2 separate regions of the Sus scrofa genome follow, and region 2 is linked to region 1. The links are chromatin contacts, called in public Hi-C maps. All regions are on one chromosome and are shown on one strand. The core of a region is the stretch at or near the end of the contact, and the rest is flanking DNA. Distances in the headings are between cores, read along the strand shown. Region 1 overlaps LOC102157680 (a long non-coding RNA gene). Region 2 holds the start of MED13 (mediator of RNA polymerase II transcription subunit 13).

Evidence for each region. A called contact is a pair of places that touch in the nucleus more often than the background predicts.
Region 2: a Hi-C map of liver shows a contact between it and region 1, with 5 times the contacts expected there. The contact joins the promoter of MED13 here to the enhancer-like site in region 1. A contact is called at or near these places in 1 of 5 promoter capture datasets (liver) and 3 of 47 Hi-C or Micro-C datasets (embryonic fibroblasts, liver and skeletal muscle).

What each region holds. Positions count from the first base shown.
Region 1 is chr12:36,297,311-36,299,956 of Sscrofa11.1, reverse strand. The region is part of intron 4 of LOC102157680 (a long non-coding RNA gene); the gene reads right to left. Among named protein-coding and RNA genes, the nearest start is that of MED13, 35 kb to the left of the region's middle. Within about 2 kb of position 1,301, at least 1 of the 83 cell types and tissues checked has an H3K27ac peak or open chromatin away from gene starts, as enhancers often do. A contact at or near this core is called in liver, where this site is marked.
Region 2 is chr12:36,332,385-36,335,030 of Sscrofa11.1, reverse strand. MED13 (mediator of RNA polymerase II transcription subunit 13) reads right to left here and starts at 1,290. Exons shown (of 31, transcript XR_002337203.1): 1 at 1,085-1,290.

The DNA of each region.
Region 1 (2,646 bases), core at 52-2,551:
GACTCGGGATCCAAGCTGCCTCTGCGACCACCTACACCACAGCACATGGCAACGCTGGATCCTTAACCCACTGAGCAAGGCCAGGGATTGAACCTGCATCCTCATGGATATTGGATTCATTTCTGCTGAGCCATGACAAACTCCCATTATTCTTTTTAAAATAAAAAAAAAGTTAGGGGCAGGGGGTCATGCCCACAGCATGCAAAAGTTCCCGGACCAGGGAGTTCCTGTAGTGGCTCAGTGGTTAACGAACCCGACTAGTAACCATGAGGTTGCGGGTTCAATCCCTGGCCTTGCTCAGTGGGTTAAGGATCCGGCGTTGCCGTGAGTGCAGCTCACAGCTGTGGTGTAGGTCAGAGATACGGCTCGAATCCTGCATTGCTGTGGCTGTGGTGTAGGCCAGCAGCTGTAGCTTCGATTGGACCCTTAGCCTGGGAACCTCCATGTGCCACGGGTATGATCCTAAAAAGACAAAAGATTAAAAAAAAAAAAAAAAAGTTCCCAGGCCGGGGATCAAACCCACACCACAGCAGCAACCGTAGACATAGCTGTGACAATGCTAGATCTTAAACTTGCCACACTATCAGGGAACTGCAAGCATTCATTATTCTTGAAACTTTTTGTAATTCTGAAATGTTTTAATTTAAAAATTTAGGATTAAAAGTACAGTCAGTCCTCTACGGATACCAAAATCCACAGATGCTCAAGTCCCATGGTCAGCCCTCAGCATCCTTAGATGCAGACCCCATCATTATGGAGGGCCAACTGTATTCAGCTTTTACCTTAGTGTAATGCCTGCAGGTGGATCCAGGGACAGAGATAACACTGGTTGATGGGCTCTTGAGGATAGGAGGAATTCAATCAAAATGTTCAGCAGAGAGAGGACAGAGGGGCAGAAGAGGGCTTCTGGGCTCAGAGCCAATATCTTAGACCACAGGCTGTAAGTTTAGCTTGACTATGAAAGCCTTTGGAATCTATTGTGTTTGCCAGTGAAAGGCCTCAAAACAGGCAATTCCCAACTTACTAGTTTATTTGTTGGGCTGTTGTCTGGAACTGGGAACAAGTTTTCCTATAGAGACAACATTACAAATTGTGTCTCTGCCCAAAGGCCAGCCCACAAAAGCTTACAGAATTCTAAAGTACCTAAATATTGTACTACAACTACTAAAGACCCTGACTGAACAGTATTTCTGTGGGAAACGCGTATTTAGAGTTTTAGTGCCGGTGGTACATATTCCGCAGCCCTGAGAGTCCTCTGGACTCTTGACCTTATTCCCACAGTGCTGATTCTTATCAGAATGGCCCCATGTGAGGTGGAGGGCAGAGTAGTTGCTTTCTGTTGCTACAGGATTCAAGACGGAGTTCCAAGCAATTTATCTCCACGTATCCTGGCCCATGGTCTAAATTTAGCCTCCCAAGCACAAGAAGGAGCCTCTTATTTGTACATGTCTTATACACCCTGCCACAAGCTGACACAAACTCTGTCCTATCAGGGACCTCATATGCACATCTCTGTGACATTAGGGGAGACAATTTAGAGTCCTCATTTCTTGGGAGAAATGGTGTGGAAGATTAATTGATTGGGACAAATACAATCCCCGAAACAACGGGAGGGAGGATAAGCCTGGGAGAGCCTTTGGGCTTTTCCGAGAAAGAGCAGGCTACTTTATCTATTGATTCCTGGTCCAAAGAGGTCCCATTCATGCCTTTCCTGGACCAAAATTAACCTTCTCAAAAGGAAGGACAAGTTTCCCTCAGATCCAGAGTTAGATAAGGCATCATAGCAGTTGAAGACTTGCTTGTCTCCTTCCCAACTTTGATTTACCTTGATCGAAACAGCTCTACACCATTGAAACCAATGCCTTTAACAGTACCGTGAGGGCCATGCTGCTCAAATAGAAGAGAGTCATGGCTCTGGCAACAATCAATACACGTGGAAGAAGTTGGCTGGTTGATATCAACCACCTGATTTTAGAATGGGAATCATTTATCAGCAGTGCTACCTCAGAGGTTTGAAAGCATGAAATTAGATAAGGGTATCCAGTATCCGTGACAAGGTGCTTGGACTTCCAGAGCCTGGAGCAATTGACACAGACCCAAGCGAGCCCTGGTTTCTTTGAGTGTTTTGACTTTACTGTCTCTTATAAACTAGACAGTGAAATGGCCAGGTGGGTTTTCTATTTCAAAGTACCAGGAAATAGAGAAAGCATCTCTACTCTTGGCAATCCTCCTGGGGCAACAACTAATAGAAGCAATCCAAAGTCTGATGTTCATGGCGCCTGGTATAGGCACCCAGCATAGAATTGGAGTCACCCAGGAGTAACCTAGGGAGACTCTGAAAGCTGTGAAGCCCCTTCACCAGGACCAGTGGCTGTGTTTCACAAGAAGAGAGCCCTGTCACAAGTACTTTGACTTACTATAAGGGTACATCAATTCTCACCTTATATCACACCTCAAAAGGAAGTACTGCTAATTTAAAGTATTAAATATAACATAAAATCTTAAAATACTGCAAGAAAATGCAACAAGATAAAAGATAATACTCATCTTGGAGTTCCCATTGTGGCGCAGCAGTAATGAACCTGACTAGTACCCATGATCCCTGGCCTTGCTCAGTGGGTTAAGGATCCAGCGTTGCTGTGAGCT
Region 2 (2,646 bases), core at 41-2,540, 35 kb before region 1:
TTCTGAATCTAACTTAAAGGTGCAAAGCGCAAGGTGCCAAAAATGAAACTGCTGATACATGACTGGCAGTTTACACTGGCCAACTAGTTGTGCTCCGCCCACTCAATTCACTTACCTATCACACACTCTCTTAATATTTCTCATAGGATAGGGAAAATGAAAAAAGAAAGTCACCTAAACTTTAAATCACTGATGAAGCTAAGTTACTATCCAATTGAAAACTAAATATTTGCAACAGTTGGTACTTTTGAAAGTCTTTATTGGATGTTCCCAGATCTGGGCCAACGTACACAATTATCATCCCTAAATCTAGCTTTCCCTGACTTTCCAATAAAAAAAGGAACAGCCCCCTCAAAATATGCTAAAAACGAAGGCAAATTAGACAAATACAAAAATATTTAGTGCAAAACCACAGCACCTCCTCCTCTGGTTCGCTCCACTCTCACAAACATAATGTTCTAATAAAAGCAAAATGGCTAAAAATTGTCAAAATGGCAAGTTGTTTTCAAAGTTTGAAGAAAAAACATATGAAATGGCATCTACTCCTTTTTACACAGAGCCTGAAGTCGCGCAAGGAAGAAACCAACCCCCCTATATAGTTTGACTCACAATAAAAAATGGACAACGAAAAGAGTGCTTAAGTTCCGGGGTCCGCTTTTTGGGGGGAAACCAGATGAGCAGAGTGAGACAGAAGGAGAACGGGCAATAATGGGTAAGTGTGAAGAAGGGATACACGGTCCATGAGGAGGAGAGCAACAGTTAAGCAAGAAACAGAGGGAAAGGCTAGTGTCCTGCCGGATAAGGAGCCCAAGTTAAAGACCAGACTACCAGAGGAGGGGGAAAAAGAGTCAGAAACGAGAAAAAGGGCCGACACTCGAAACACAGCGCCCGGGACCGCCGGAGAGGACCGCGGCCGCCGGGCTGGTGCCGAGCTGGCCGCCGCGCCGGCTCCGGCTCCGGCTGGGCCTAGCCCGGGGACTCCGGCATCTGGAACCGACCCGGACCCCCTCCCCCACGGCCCAAGGGCGCACCTCGCGGCCCCTCCCCCAACGCCCGCTCGCCGTGGCCCCCGCCCCGCACTCACCAGGCAGAAGAGGTTACAGTGACAATCTTCCAGGCTGGCCCCGTTCGGCACGAAGGAGGAACTCATCGTCCCTCACAGCAGCCGTCGCCGGCGCCACAACCCACCATCCGCCATTACCGCCGCCTCCGACCAGAGAGAGAAACACAGACACCGGGGAGGGCGGGGGGGTGGTGGTTGGGGGGCGGTGGAAGAGGAGGCCGCCGGGCCGCCCGCCCTCCCCACCCACCCCCCCGCCGCCGCGAGCAGTCCCCGCCGCCCGGCCGGCACCCAGCCGCCCGGGGCCGAGAGCCGGAGGCGGGAGGGCCGCGCCGCGCTCGCCCCGCGGGCCGGACTGCGGCCGCCGCGGAGCCCGCGGACGCCCGTCCCTCTCGGGGACAGAGGGGATGTGTGCCCCTGCCACAAGAAAATATAATAAATTACACAATAAATAATTAAAATCGAGTCCGAGAGGGCAGATCCCAGGCCCTGGAGGGCTCTCCCGGGCGGGGAGGCGCCCGCAGAGGGGCGGGAAGGGCGAGAACCGGGAGAGAAGCCCAGGCCCCCGACCCGGCAGCGGCGATGTCCTTAAGCCCAGAGTCTCCTCAGTGGCGGAGGTGGTGGCGGCGTCTGCGGGCTCAGACCATTCTCTGGCTGTGTCTTCGTGTCGTCCCTGGGCCAAGCCGGCCTAACGTCCGCTCTCCTGCGGCCTCACCGCCGGGACGCCGTAGTCTCCCCCATTTTGTGGGCCCAGCGGGCGGTGTTTTTCCCCCTTTAATCCGAATTCACGGGTTTTCCCTTCGCTTTAATGGCGGCCACAGGGACCAGCTCGCCCTCTCTGCTCGCCCATTGGCCGCCTGGAGGTCACGTGCGCCCGGGCTCCGTGGGGAGGGGGAGAGAGAAGGGAGCGAAGGAGAGCCGGGAAGCTTTCAGCAGAGGCGGTGAGCCCAGGGGGACTGGGCAGCCAGCTGGTGGCTACTAAGATAGCGCCATCTGCTGGGTGCCCCGGCCACCGTGAGATGACCCAGGGCCCTGGCCCTATCTTACTTCTTCCCGGGGAATTTACAGGGTTCACATAACAAATCTGGGAATTACGTTGAAATCCGTTTGAATTCCTTAGAAGTGTTGCAAAAATTCCTAGATCTTCTCCTTTATTCTACAAGGCCACTGGGGTGCAGCGCAAACCCGTGGGCCTGGGAGTTAGATCTGCGATAGGACTCAGCCGCTTGAAAGTTGTGATATTACGAACGAAACGTAAATGAAACAATATAGTCATGCGGCTAACAGCCTGGGAGTTAGAGCCCCACTGCTTGGGTTTGAAGCTTGAGAGAATCACTTACCTCTCTGTCTCAGTTTCCTCATCTGTAAAATGAGGAAAACATATCCCCTGCCTCACAGGGTTGTTGTGGTAATTGAATTAATACAAAGAAAGCAGGTAGACAAGTGCTGGGCACAGATATGCATTGTTTAGACTGATCTATTGTTGTTGTCATCATTACCTCATATGGTTATTGTAAGGAGTAAGTGAACCAGTGTATGTAAAGTGCCCATTAGAGTGTCATCTCCAGGAGAACTGGGACTTACTT